4 separate regions of the Mus musculus genome follow, and all the other regions are linked to region 1. The links are chromatin contacts, called in public promoter capture Hi-C and targeted proximity ligation maps. All regions are on one chromosome and are shown on one strand. The core of a region is the stretch at or near the end of the contact, and the rest is flanking DNA. Distances in the headings are between cores, read along the strand shown.

Region 1 (2,909 bases), core at 208-2,707:
TTTCTCGCTATAAATCACTACAGGGGCAAGAACTAACTTGGTGCCCTCTGCTGGCCCCCACGGTTCCTTCACTACTCACTGCAGTCCTGTGGATCTGCAATCCTCACTCTGGATTGCCCATCTGACCTGCCTGACTAGCCTGTTAAACAAGGGTGTTTGCCCCACCCAGGCAACCCACTCAGACCCTCCCAGGGAGGAGCTCAGCCTTTTTGTTTTGTTTTTAAAGCTCCCCAGGATTCCTGAGGCATAATCAAACAGTGGTTGCAAAGATCAGCAACGCAGAGAAAAGTCTACTTTAAGCAAAGCCTCCTAAGAGCTCTCTGTACAAAGGACACAGGTTCAGATCTATCACAAGTTAGCCGCCACTACCTTTACACCTGTTACTTAACCTATCTGAAATTCAATCTCCTCAAATGTAAGTTCTGTTGAAACTGGGTTAAGAGTTACTTCAAGAAGTTAGATAATTTGTGCAAGCACTGTGTTCAAAGTTTGTCCCACAGCCTCCCAGTGACTCTCAGACTAACTTGACATTAACTTTTCTTGGAATCCCCAGCACCTAGCATAGAATGACTAAGTGCTTGCTAAATGAGTATCAGAAGCCCTGCCAAGAAGCCACAAGTGTAGGACATAAAGACATGGAGAGGTGGCGGGGGGGGGGGGGGGAGGGAAGGGGAGGAGGTTATTTGAATAGTCAGTCCAAATATACGACAGCCACATGAGAAGCACAGCTGAGATAGAAGGTCCTAAACGTGGCGAAGTCACCACTAAGGAGAATGAAGTCAGCGTTCTGGCAGGTCGGAGGCAGCCCTCGCTAAACCCCTGACAGCTGCTACCCAGCAACTGTTTGTGGGGCAGGGTGTTTGCAAAGGGGGGGGGGGGGGGTGTGCAGCCTTGCCGCTCCCTTCCCAAGGCCCAGACTCCAGGCAATAGGGTCAGTGGCATGTGCTATTTCGAACAGCACATCCCCTGCCAAGCACTCCATAGTGGCGTCGCGAGGCCCATGAGGTCAGGATACCCTGAGGGGGGCTCCAACTGAGGCGGCAGGAGGCTGGACCATGGGGCTGGGGGAGGTGTGCAGTTCGGCACTGGCCTCATCCCCCAAATCTGGCAGCTGCTCCCTCCGGAGGGCTAGACCTCAGCGCTCGAACCCACTCATCCCGGGAAACACTCTCCTCCAGGGTTACCTAGTAACAACGCCCCTGGTTGCATAGCAACGAGGATCTGGGTCCCATACTTGTTAAGCCCCACGTTCCACGTTCGACCCCTCCCCACTAGGGCTCGCAAGGCCTTGCGGCTCCGCCCTGTTACCTCCTGCAAATCTGTCCTTTAAGCTGCATCTACAGCCCTGGTCTCGGCCCTCACTCACCCTGCTCCGGTCACCGCTATCCTTCACGTGGGACTTCGCTAGAAAACGCGCCACCAAACCGGCGCCTCAACTCCCGGGGTGTTGGTTTATAGTCTGCGCATGCGCGGGGCGGTCGACGGAGGAGACTGGCAGGTCTTTCTGGCAGGCATCGTGGACGCATGCGCTCTGCTCGCTCCATTATGGTTTGTACGTGTTTTTTCCCTCCCAAATATTTCCAAGAGAAGAATGGCGCCGGAAATTGGAGTTGGAACGGAAGCGAAGCCTTTGGCAGGAAAGGGGAAAGAAAGAACTGTCGAGGCTGTGGCGTGGGTAGAGTTGGTGCTCGATGCGGGATTCGGTGCAGATCCGAGTCTACAACGCATTTAGGGCGGCAGTTTCCTCCCGGGAAGTGCAGTTCCTAAGGCGGGGCGCTGGCGAGCACTTGGAGGGCTGAGAAACCTTTCACGCTAAAAATGGCACATCAGGGGGGAAAGGCACAAGGTGTTAGTGGGCACATGAACGGTGTACGGCCTTGGAGAAACTCATATGCTCTGGAAGAGAGCAAAACCTCACCCAAAATGTGTGGGTGACCACCAAAGCTTTGCTTACAATTGTTAGGGAAAGGAAAGCAACCCAGGTGCCCTGGGGTTATTTTGTTTGTTTGTTTGTTTTAAACCTTAGAACACTGAGGTAGCTTTGTGGATGAGGTAGGCAGAGATGTAAAAATTGTTTAAAGGTTTATTTATATGAATACACTGTAGCTGTCTTCAGACACACCAGAAGAGGGCATCAGATTCCATTACAGGGGGTTGTGAACCACCATGTGGTTGCTAGGAATTGAACTCAGGACCTCTGGAGGAGCAGTTAGTGCTCTTCACCGCTGAACCATCTCACCAACCCATAAATTTTAAAATTACGTGTAGTTATGTATTCTATGCATGCGTTCGGGTGTGCAGGCACAATACAATACTCCTATGGAAGTCAGTTCTCTCCTGCTGTGTGGATCCCGGAGATTGAATCCGGGTTGTCAGGCGTGCCTTAGTGGAAAAGATCTCAGGGGTGGTGGGGGTGGGAGTGGTGTTTTTGGTTTCTTTCTAGACTTAGTTTTAGTTTGCAAGTGCCTTTTGGGAAATTAACATAGGCACACATATTAGAAATGTATGGGAACATTGGAAGGGAAAGGAGGACTTCCCTTAGGAGTCTTGTTAAAACCTCCCATCAACTGAGAATCAAAAACTACTTTAGGTGTTTCTCTCTTCCCAGCTGTAAACCTACAAGTTTCTAAGAACTTCACTAGAAACTTACATTTACAGTAAGAAAGACCTGTCCTAGCCCTCCCCTAAAGGGTGCAATCCTAGTGGCTCATAGTTATATTTTACTAGATTATATTCCTAACCCAGTCACTTCTGGAGCCATCCTATAATATCACTAATCAGAAAGAGAGAAAAGGATAAAAAAACCAATTCTTAACAACCCTTTTAAGGCATAACTTGAGAGCTGCCAGGATGTTTTATATGGGCTAATGGTGTGACACTTATTTGTGACTCCCTCTTCAGAATCCTAT
Region 2 (2,909 bases), core at 222-2,721, 860 kb before region 1:
GAGTCAGAGTTTTGAATTGCCTGATATGGGTGCTGGGAACCACACGTGGGTCCTCTGTAAGTGCAATGCATACCCTTTCTGGCTGAGCCATCTCCAGCCTAACTCTTTTTCTGTGTTGTGTTGTGTTGTGTTGTTTGGGGGGGGGGGTTCTTTTGTTGTTGCAGGGTTTTATTTTGGTTTGTTTTTTTGGCTTTTTGAGACAGAGTTTTTCTGTGTAACAGTCCTAGCTGTCCTGGAACTCACATTGTAGAGCAGGCTGGCCTTGAACTCAGAGATCTTGCCTGTCTTTGCCTCCAGAATGCTGGGATTAAAGGTGTGTGCCACCACACCCTGGCTTTTCTGTTTTGAAAAGAGCCACTATTAGTTGGTGAAGATGGGTCCTAGGCAAGTCAAGGTTCTGGCAGTAGAGGTCCTTTAAAGCAGGTCTCCCATTCTCCTACCATTTACCATACTGGAATTCCATAAGCCAAGCGTGTGGTCGTAGTCACTGAGGGAGCTGAGGAGAAAGTATTAGTTCAGCCCAGAAGCTGGAGACCAATCTAGGTGGTACATGACCAACACCCTCAGAGAAGAGGGGGCTAAGGGAAAGGAGAGAGGGAGGCTGGGGTTCCAGCCTGGAGAATTTCTTCGTTTCACGTGGTCCTTAGCAGTTCAGAAGGGGCGGCTGTTGTGTAGATGGATGAGTGAAATGTGTTCTTACAAGCCCAGGGAGCACTGTAGACGCTGCCTGTGGGAGCTGGTCTAGCAGTACTCAAGGAGAGGTTGACTATGGGCTCTACTTATTGGATCCTGATCTGAGGCTGAACTTCATTCAGGTCAGTGGTTAGAGCCAGGATAAAAGGAGGGCATAGGAACTGAGGGACAGGTGACTAAGCTTTTTACAAATCTTTTTTTAAGTACCTGGGACAGACAGGTGCTAGCGAAGTTGGCAGAGACGTCTCCTGTGCTTAGGATGGCTTGAAAGGCAGGGACGAACAGAGTATTCAGAGATGCAAGAGGAGGGACCTGGAAGTAGAGCTGGTAAGATTGGGCCAAGGTAGCGCTCTCTTAGCTTAAACTGCTCAACGAATGATAACTTGTTCAGGGTCTGCCCCGCCCCCTTCCCAGAAGCCCAGTGTCAATCAGGGATTGATGCCATCTAAGAGCTCCAGAGACCGGTAACAGGGCTAGAAGTCTGAATGAGGGTACAGGAGCTGTTTGTCCACTTTGAGTGACAATCTGAGCGAGAAACAGAGCTGAGACCACCCCCGAGAGCCATTGTAGGTTCTCAAACAAGGGTGGACCAAAAGTGCAAGGCAGAAAGTGATAGGGAAAGGCGGAGGCCAGCTCTGGATGCAAGATGATGGAACCAGTCCCGTTCACTCTGGCGGGTCATTGTCCCCAGGCAGCAAGAGGGACAGGGCTGGGCCGGCAAAGGGGCGGGACCGGGCACGTGGCCTGGGGCCCGCCTCTCAGACACGTGACCCGCCCAGGGCAGGGGAAGGGCTCCGGTGGGGCGGAGCCGCAAACCCAGGGCGGCCAGCGGGACAGACTGGCGGTGGAGCGATTGACAGGCGGCAGGGCAGCTCTGGGGCCCCCGGCAGAGTTGGCGGCGCGCGAGGACGCGGCTACGGCGGAGACGCTGGGATGTGGAGCGGGTAGGTCCCTGCACGCCGGTGGCTCTGCGCTCCGTCTGGGCCGTGCTGGCCTCCTGGGATGGGTGAACAGGGGCTCACTGCTGTTGTTTGCACCCCACTTGGGAGATAATCTGTACTCTCAGCCCTGCCTGCAGCAGCGAGGTGCATTGTAGCATGAGGACACACTGCAGCCCGAGAGCTGAAAGGACCTTGGCAGGACCGATCTGAGTTGCCCCAGGGTGAGAAGGGTGACCCCCTCCAACTCCTAGCTCCAGTGGAGTGCATGAGAGAAGTGGTAGTGGGGGTGGTGCATAGTAGTATGCATACCTCAAAAGTAAATCTGGGGCACGTATTTAAAGGAGAGCACACCCATGAACTCTGGAGAAGCAGTGCAGTTGAGAAAGCTAGCTGTGTCTCTCCAAGGTCCATCCCTAGCTAGTTGACTAGAACCTTCTGATTCAAGATGTGAGGTGGGTGGTACCTTCCCACAGTCTGGAGGGAGATAGGCACAGACCCTGAGTCCTGGGTGAACCCCTTTCCCACCCCTCATCCTCACTTCCATCTGTTAGGGCCATCGGTTCTTGAAGCTGACTCCTGTTCTTGGCCAGTCTAATAGGAGGAGACCTTGCTCCCTGTTCACATAGGTTGATGTTCTTTCTTGTCTAAATAGACAAACGCCTCCTCCTTCCAGGACTGCAAAGACTAGGTCTTGCGGTTGTTCCTGCTAAGGACTGTTTCAGGATAGGCAGAGGATAGGCGGAAGGAGGAGAGCCCTGGGGAGGGGAACAGGTGAGATCTATTTACTCTCACGGACCCCAGCTGATTGGAGTCGAAATGCTAGGGGAACCATGCAGCTTCGACACGGCCAGGGCACTAGAACTGAGCTCCTGTGGGGTGTGGGCTGGCTTGATCTTTTAGAGGGAGCAGAAGTCAGCCTGTGTTTCTTGGAGAGTTGCTCCAGGGAAGGAGGCTAGCTAGGCTTGGGAAGTGTTTTGGGTGGGTTCCTGGTGCCTGCCTCTGGTGGAGGCAATTGTGCTTGGAGGAATGCATGTGCCTGGGGCTGTGTGTTTGAGGAGCAGCCTGGTCTGAAGGAAGCTGTGAGCCTTTCTGCTGGGTGGACCGAGACAATTGCTGTATGGCCCTCAGGGTAACAACACCCCCTTCTCTGGGTTGGAGCCAGCTTGAGCACTTTGGGGGAGGAGGAGGGTCAGAGGAGATGTCAGGTGTCCTGTCTCTCTCTGTATTCCCAGGTCTCTCACTGAACCTGGAACTTGTTGAGCCAAGCTGGTGGCG
Region 3 (2,909 bases), core at 247-2,746, 780 kb before region 1:
AGATTGCATCCTGTTCACCAAAGCCTCCAGTCCATTGATTAGGGTATGGCTACCTAGGCTGATCTCAAAAAGAAAAGACATGGAAGGTAAGAATTGAAACTATCAAACTTGCACAAGAAAAGCCCACACTCAAGTCAGCATCCTGGACTTTGATGTGGAGTGCGGTCTGATAAGTTTATCCCTCTTCTCAGCCTCCTCCCACTCGTCTTTCCCAAGCTCTCTCCAGCTACATCTTTTCCTCTGCTTTCAGCCCACCAAGAAAGGTGCCAAGAAAGGTCTGGCTTTCCTCTTTGACTTTGTTTCTCCTCTTACCCACCTGACTACACAATCACTTTATGGTTGGGGGTGGGGCCAGGCACGGTATGGGGTACTGTGCAATATAGGATAGCCTCCGTTCCACAGAGGTCTCAGAGACTTCAACAACCTCCATGAGTGCAAGAGGGGAAGGGTGATCCTGGCAGGATCTAAAAACAGAGGGCCATTGAGTTGAATGTCCGATAGTAACCCCAGAGGCAGATGGACCTGTTGCCAAGCCAGTCTTAGATTCACCTTCTAGATCCCCTGCGGACCTGAATTTTGCAAAATCCAGCCCGTTCGCCTTCCACCAATTCCCCACCAGGATTTCCCAGAAGGCTGGCACTTGGAGTGAGTCGGGATAATCCTCGGGAGCGTGGGAATCTGAACTACTAGGAAGTCTCTGTCGGGCAGCCATTGTGGACCTTCTTAGACAGGAGTCCAAGCAGGAGCGAGTCCTGGCCAGGAACCAGCTTTCCTTCTCCGCCCCCTGGTCTGGCAGGAGAGTCCCACATATGGCTGCCCGCTCTCAGGCTCCTCTCCCCGGCGCCCAAGGGTGGCCATCTTCCACTTGGGGAGCGCCGAACACGAAGGCTGGAGCGCCCCCTTTGGAGAGTCCCAGGCTCCGGCTGGAACAGCGCGCAGTATGCGCTGTGAACATGCACCGGGCACAGTTTACCACTGATGGGACTTCCACAGAGGTGCTAAGGCCTGGCGTCCAAAAGGCTCGGCCAAAGTCTGCCCAGTTGACCCAGAGGAGAACGATTCCAGGAGGGAGGTGAGGGCAGTTGGTACACTTTCTTTCCCTGCTGAACGTCCTGCGCTCCTTTAAGAACCGGGGATCTGTTTGGCGCCCAGGGACCCCGGGCTCCTGACACCAGCCTGCAGCAGACAAGAGTGGCTGGCACCCCCAGACTCTTACCGTAGCATCTTCTCCCGAATAGTGTCCGATGACACGGTGGCCCCCCGGGTGCCGCTGGGACCATTTGGTAACGTTGTAGACCTTGCGGTCGATGACGAGCCACCGGTCGGTGCGCAGGTTGTGCTTCTGAATCTCCTCCCAACGGAAGGTGGGCATCGGAGCCTGGCGCTCGGTGCTCCCCTCTCCCTGGTTACCTCCCTTCCCCATGCTGCCAGTCTACCCGGATGCCCCGTGCGCTACGGCCTCCGGGCGCCCGCGGCTCGCAACACCGACGGTCCCTCTCCTGGCCGCAGTGTGCGGTCGGCGCCCTCCTCGCTTTCGGCTTTTGTCTTCTACTCCTCCTCCCACCGTGCCTCCTCCCCTCGCTTTCGCTCCTCCTCGCCTTCACTAGCTAGCCAGTACCCCTGCCTTCCCTCAGGAGTACCCCTGGCTTCCCAGTGCCCCCAAGCGGTCCCCTTCCTCCGCCCACCCTAGGCCCGCCTGCTGTGGACTTTTGCCTCCGGTGAAAACTCCAGGATAGCTCAGGGCCTCGCTGCCTCCTCCCCCCACCCCTCTGGCTCCCCCCGTTCCCGGCTCCGCATCCTCCCGAGTTCCCCGCCACCCGGGTTTCCACAGTGATCAGCAGAGCGCCTGCACCAATCAGGGCTCGTCGCCCCGCCTGCCATTGGCCCAGGAGGATCTTTCGAAGGCCAGCGGGCTGGAGCGGCGGGTCCGCGGCTTCCCCCTCCCTCGCGCCCGCCCGCATGGAGTTAAGCCCTGCTGGGCGGTCGGCGACGTGTCTGACCTCCTCCTCCTCCCTTCGCTGCCTGGAGCCGGGGAAGCGGGAGTAGATCTCTGAGAAGCTGGGAGGGGAGAGCGGGGGGCGGGGGGGGGGGCGGGGGCGGCAGCTGGGCTTTTCTTTGCGCGCTTCAGAGCGCCAACGCGCTCGGCCGGGGATTTGCACCTGATGCTCGCACAAAGGAGGCGCAGCGGTTATGGTGAACAACGCTCGGCCTCCGGCTAAACAAGGCCCCCTCCTGGGCTGTCATGACTAGGTGATATTTCTGCCTGGCTAGATGGGACTCAAGTCTCCTGTATCTCACATTGTCTAAGAGATCCATATTGTTTATTGCTTTCCTGAAACCTTCCTAGAGAAAGGAGCCAGGAGTGGGTCTCTGTTTAACCAGGGCTCTGAATCCTTTCAACTTGGTCATCTTGGAAAAGAACGGTGGAATCTCTGCTTTCTTCCTCGTGCTAAGTGCCGCGGGAGTGGCTTCTGGGGAGGGTGCCAGGATAAACTGGACACCTTTCTTGTCTTCGACTGAGAAAGAGTTCACAAGCCTGGTTGGGAAACATGAAAGCAATAAAAGCCCGCGATTGATTTGACAGTAGTACACCACTTGCAGGCAAGAGAGACACTGATACCAAGGGAGTATAGTAGGAAGAAAGGCCCTATTCGCTAAAGTCTCACCACAATCCTATGATATTGTTATAGCTAACTTCAAAATGAAGAGTCTGAGGGTAAGAGAGATAAAATGGTCAAGACATACATGCTTAGCTAGTGGCCCTGTTTGGCCTCTTCCATGACCCTTTCAAGACTTTGGGCTCCCTAGCTCCACATGACACTGGTCCAAAGGAAGTACCTGGTGCAGGGGGTAATACATTCCCATAGTCCCTCCCATCGTATACTCCTCTCATTCTGTCCTGGCATCCA
Region 4 (2,909 bases), core at 239-2,738, 600 kb before region 1:
GTTCAGGTAACCAGCCCAAGGTCACTCAGTTCAGTGACTGCTGGAGGCAGGCATAAGGCTCCGGAGCGCGTGCTTGGCCAGCCCCGCCCCGCCGTCGCCCCGCCGTCGCTCACCAGGCTCCATTTATCACCAGCTCCACTTCTCGTTCTCACGCTAATTATTTTCCAACTCCTCTTCAATGAAAAGAATTTGCCATCTGCCACCAGGCCCTGCCACTGACACCAGCCAACTCCCCAGGAATCAATTGGGGCCTTTCGCTTCCTGCTGGCTGTTCTGAGAGGGCTGCTGGCTGCTGAGGAATGGGGGAGGTAGGGCCAGAGAGAGCGGCAGGACCCTCTCTTTAGCAGCCTGGACCGGACTCTCCACGTTCTGTCCTGGGCAGGGGGAGTTCCTGAAGGTGAAAGGTCCCTCTAGCTCTGGCCAGGCCGGGCTTTACTTCTGAATTCTTTCTTAGAGATCTTTTTCTTCCCATAGGCCTCTCGTACGTGTTTCAGTTCTTTGGGCAGAGGTGGCCTGGAGGGAGCTCAGGCAGGCCGTGCTGGCCTCAGGTGGCACTCTTCCCCTGGGAGCTGCTGGGCTGGAGCAGGCAGGTGGCATTAGGCATGCAGCCAGTCTCCTCCCACCCCTTGCAGTACAGCTCACCCCACTGGATCTCCTGACCACTCCCTCTTTCAAGTACACAGAGCTGGAGGCTGCCCCAAGAAGCAACCTCCGCCTTCCCTCCAGTTCTGGATCATTGCTTTTCTGAGCCTCAGTTTCCTTATATGCAAATGAGATAGTGAAGCCACTCCCTTCTTGGAGGAGGAGGGGCTGGGAGGAGCAGGTGAGCACTTGCAGAGCCAGTGGCTCAAGGTTTGTTCCCATTCTGGTTCATTCTTCAGTTTCCTGCAGTGAGTGCAGAACCTTTACCTCTGCACCAAGTCTGCTGCCCTGCAACAGAAAGTCCCTGGCCATCCATTCCCAGTGGCAGGCAGACCTGCACTGGCCCCAATCCTTGAGTGACCTCTTCTCAGGTAGGGCTGGTGGTATCTCTGAGGAAACTACCAGAGTTGTTTCCTTGGACTCCTTGGACCCACAAGTCAGTGAGGCAGGAATGTCATCTCTCTAGAGGGGACAGCTGGGACTACTGAGCTCCTGCCCAAGGCCACAAGGTTGTAGACCACGCCAAATCCACATTCCTATGAGAAAGCTGTGTACCTATCTGCCTGTGCAACTGAGTTTCAGGTTGTCATACTGCAGAGCTCTTCCCCACCCAAACTCAGCACGCCCTGAGGACAGAGGCCTCCTCTTGCGCCCCACCCAGTCCAAGATTTCCTCCACCACACTGCTCTTCCCCGAAGCCTTCCTTTTGCTGGGGCTGCATGCTGGGAGTTCTTGGCTTCCCAGATGGCCCCCTGCAGGGAAGTTCACCAGATCTCAGCTCTACCCCATTCTCAGCTCCTCAGAACTTCCTCCAGAGGAGACTGTCAGTCTCTGGTGCTGGTGACACCTCAGAGAAGAATTAGCACCTTCCACTTCCTTAGGGGATCCCTAATGAGGTCGTTAATGAGGTGTTAAGTGGGCACGCCAAGTATGACACCTCCCCTCTGGGAACCCCCCACCCCTTGGGCCCAGCCTACCCTGAGCCACGTTCAGCCCCACCTCCTCAGGCAGTAGACCAGCCCTCGGATCTGGTCTGCTTGAGTGCATGCTGCTCGAAGGTTAGAGAAAGCCTTCAGAGCTGTGTGTGCCTTGGAGAGCCACCACCTGGGCAGTACAGCCATCTAGGGCACAGGCCAGAAGCTCTGGCTCTTGGGTTTCAGCCACTCCCAAGTCATCTTCAAAGCCAGCAGGGATCAAATGATGGCAAGCAGAGCTCCTTCCCCAGGGAGCTGCTCTACAGAGCTCTGGTGACTCAAAGGGCCAGCACCCACCCTCCACCCCCCAACTGTGTAACATGGGACCACCAATAGCTTTATGGCCCAGTCTCTCCTTTGCTTGGCTCTCCTTCTTTCTGTGCTATCTGAGGGGACCCCAGATGAAGGGAGGTGATCACGGCAGGCAGGTCTCTGGAGCCTGGCCCTCCATGTCATTTAGAGCAGGGTTTAGTTGCTGTATATATCCCTAGGCTTTGAACTAAGTGCTCAAAAATGTCTGAGAGCCATGAGATAGAGGAGCCCTCTGGTCAACTCTGGCATTTAGGGAGAGAGCCTTGGGATGCTGCTCAGGTGTCCTTCCAGGCTTGGGAGGCCATTCCATATCTCCTCCATTGCCTGAGCTAGGAGAGCAGAAGGGCCTATAGGAGAAAACTCTTGACCTCAGGCCACAACTTCTATTTTCACACTCCCTCTTATCCCTCCCACAGTAGGACAAAGCTGGACTCATCACAAGTTACAGAGGCCTCCGAGAAGGGGCAGTGCCTGGAGGGCCCCTACTGCTGGGTGGAGCACAGGCTGGACCTGGCCCTGGCCCAGGGACTCTATTTCTCAGCCATCCACTGGGCGAAGACTTCGGAGTGCAGTCCGGGAGGGGCTAGCCACTTCCTATGACAAGTCAGATGAGTCAGTGACCATTTCCCCATCAGTAACCGGCTGACACTGATGACAGCGCTTCCCTCGTGGGCTGAGGGACAGTGGGACAAAGCCATTTCAATGTTGTGGAGTGTTGAGAGCAGACTCTGACACGGCAGGATGCTTGATGCTTGGCAGTGTAAACTACATACACTGCTTTAGGAACCGCTCACTGTCTTCTTCAAAAACTTAGCATGGGCTAGCCAATGAGATGGCTCAGCAGGCAAAGGCGCTTGCCACACAAACAAGAGTCTGATGGAACCCACGGGCAGAACCAACTCCACAAAGTTGTCCTAGACTTCCACAGGCATGCTAGGAAATGTGTGCACCCCTCCCCCATCATATACACTTCCAATAGTT

Evidence for each region. Capture Hi-C pulls out chosen DNA fragments and counts their contacts.
Region 2: a promoter capture Hi-C map of pancreatic islet shows a contact between it and region 1. A contact is called at or near these places in 2 of 39 promoter capture datasets (both in liver), 2 of 130 datasets of targeted methods (microglia and pancreatic cancer cells) and 1 of 9 other capture datasets (pancreatic islet).
Region 3: a contact with region 1 is called in a targeted proximity ligation map of pancreatic cancer cells. A contact is called at or near these places in 3 of 39 promoter capture datasets (cranial neural crest, hippocampal neurons and liver) and 2 of 130 datasets of targeted methods (embryonic stem cells and pancreatic cancer cells).
Region 4: a targeted proximity ligation map of embryonic stem cells shows a contact between it and region 1, with 2.4 times the contacts expected there. A contact is called at or near these places in 2 of 39 promoter capture datasets (both in liver), 2 of 130 datasets of targeted methods (embryonic stem cells and pancreatic cancer cells) and 1 of 9 other capture datasets (adipose tissue).

The regions. Positions count from the first base shown.
Region 1 is chr19:10,880,286-10,883,194 of GRCm38.p6, forward strand. Tmem109 (transmembrane protein 109) reads right to left here and starts at 1,458. Exons shown (of 4, transcript NM_134142.1): 1 at 1,367-1,458.
Region 2 is chr19:10,016,723-10,019,631 of GRCm38.p6, forward strand. It overlaps Rab3il1 (RAB3A interacting protein (rabin3)-like 1), which reads left to right and starts at 1,472. Exons shown (of 10, transcript NM_144538.3): 1 at 1,472-1,637. The coding sequence starts at 1,627.
Region 3 is chr19:10,100,007-10,102,915 of GRCm38.p6, forward strand. Fads2 (fatty acid desaturase 2) reads right to left here and starts at 1,497. Exons shown (of 12, transcript NM_019699.2): 1 at 1,217-1,497. The coding sequence starts at 1,423.
Region 4 is chr19:10,277,348-10,280,256 of GRCm38.p6, forward strand. The region is part of intron 1 of Dagla (diacylglycerol lipase, alpha); the gene reads right to left. Among named protein-coding and RNA genes, the nearest start is that of Gm30042, 11 kb to the right of the region's middle.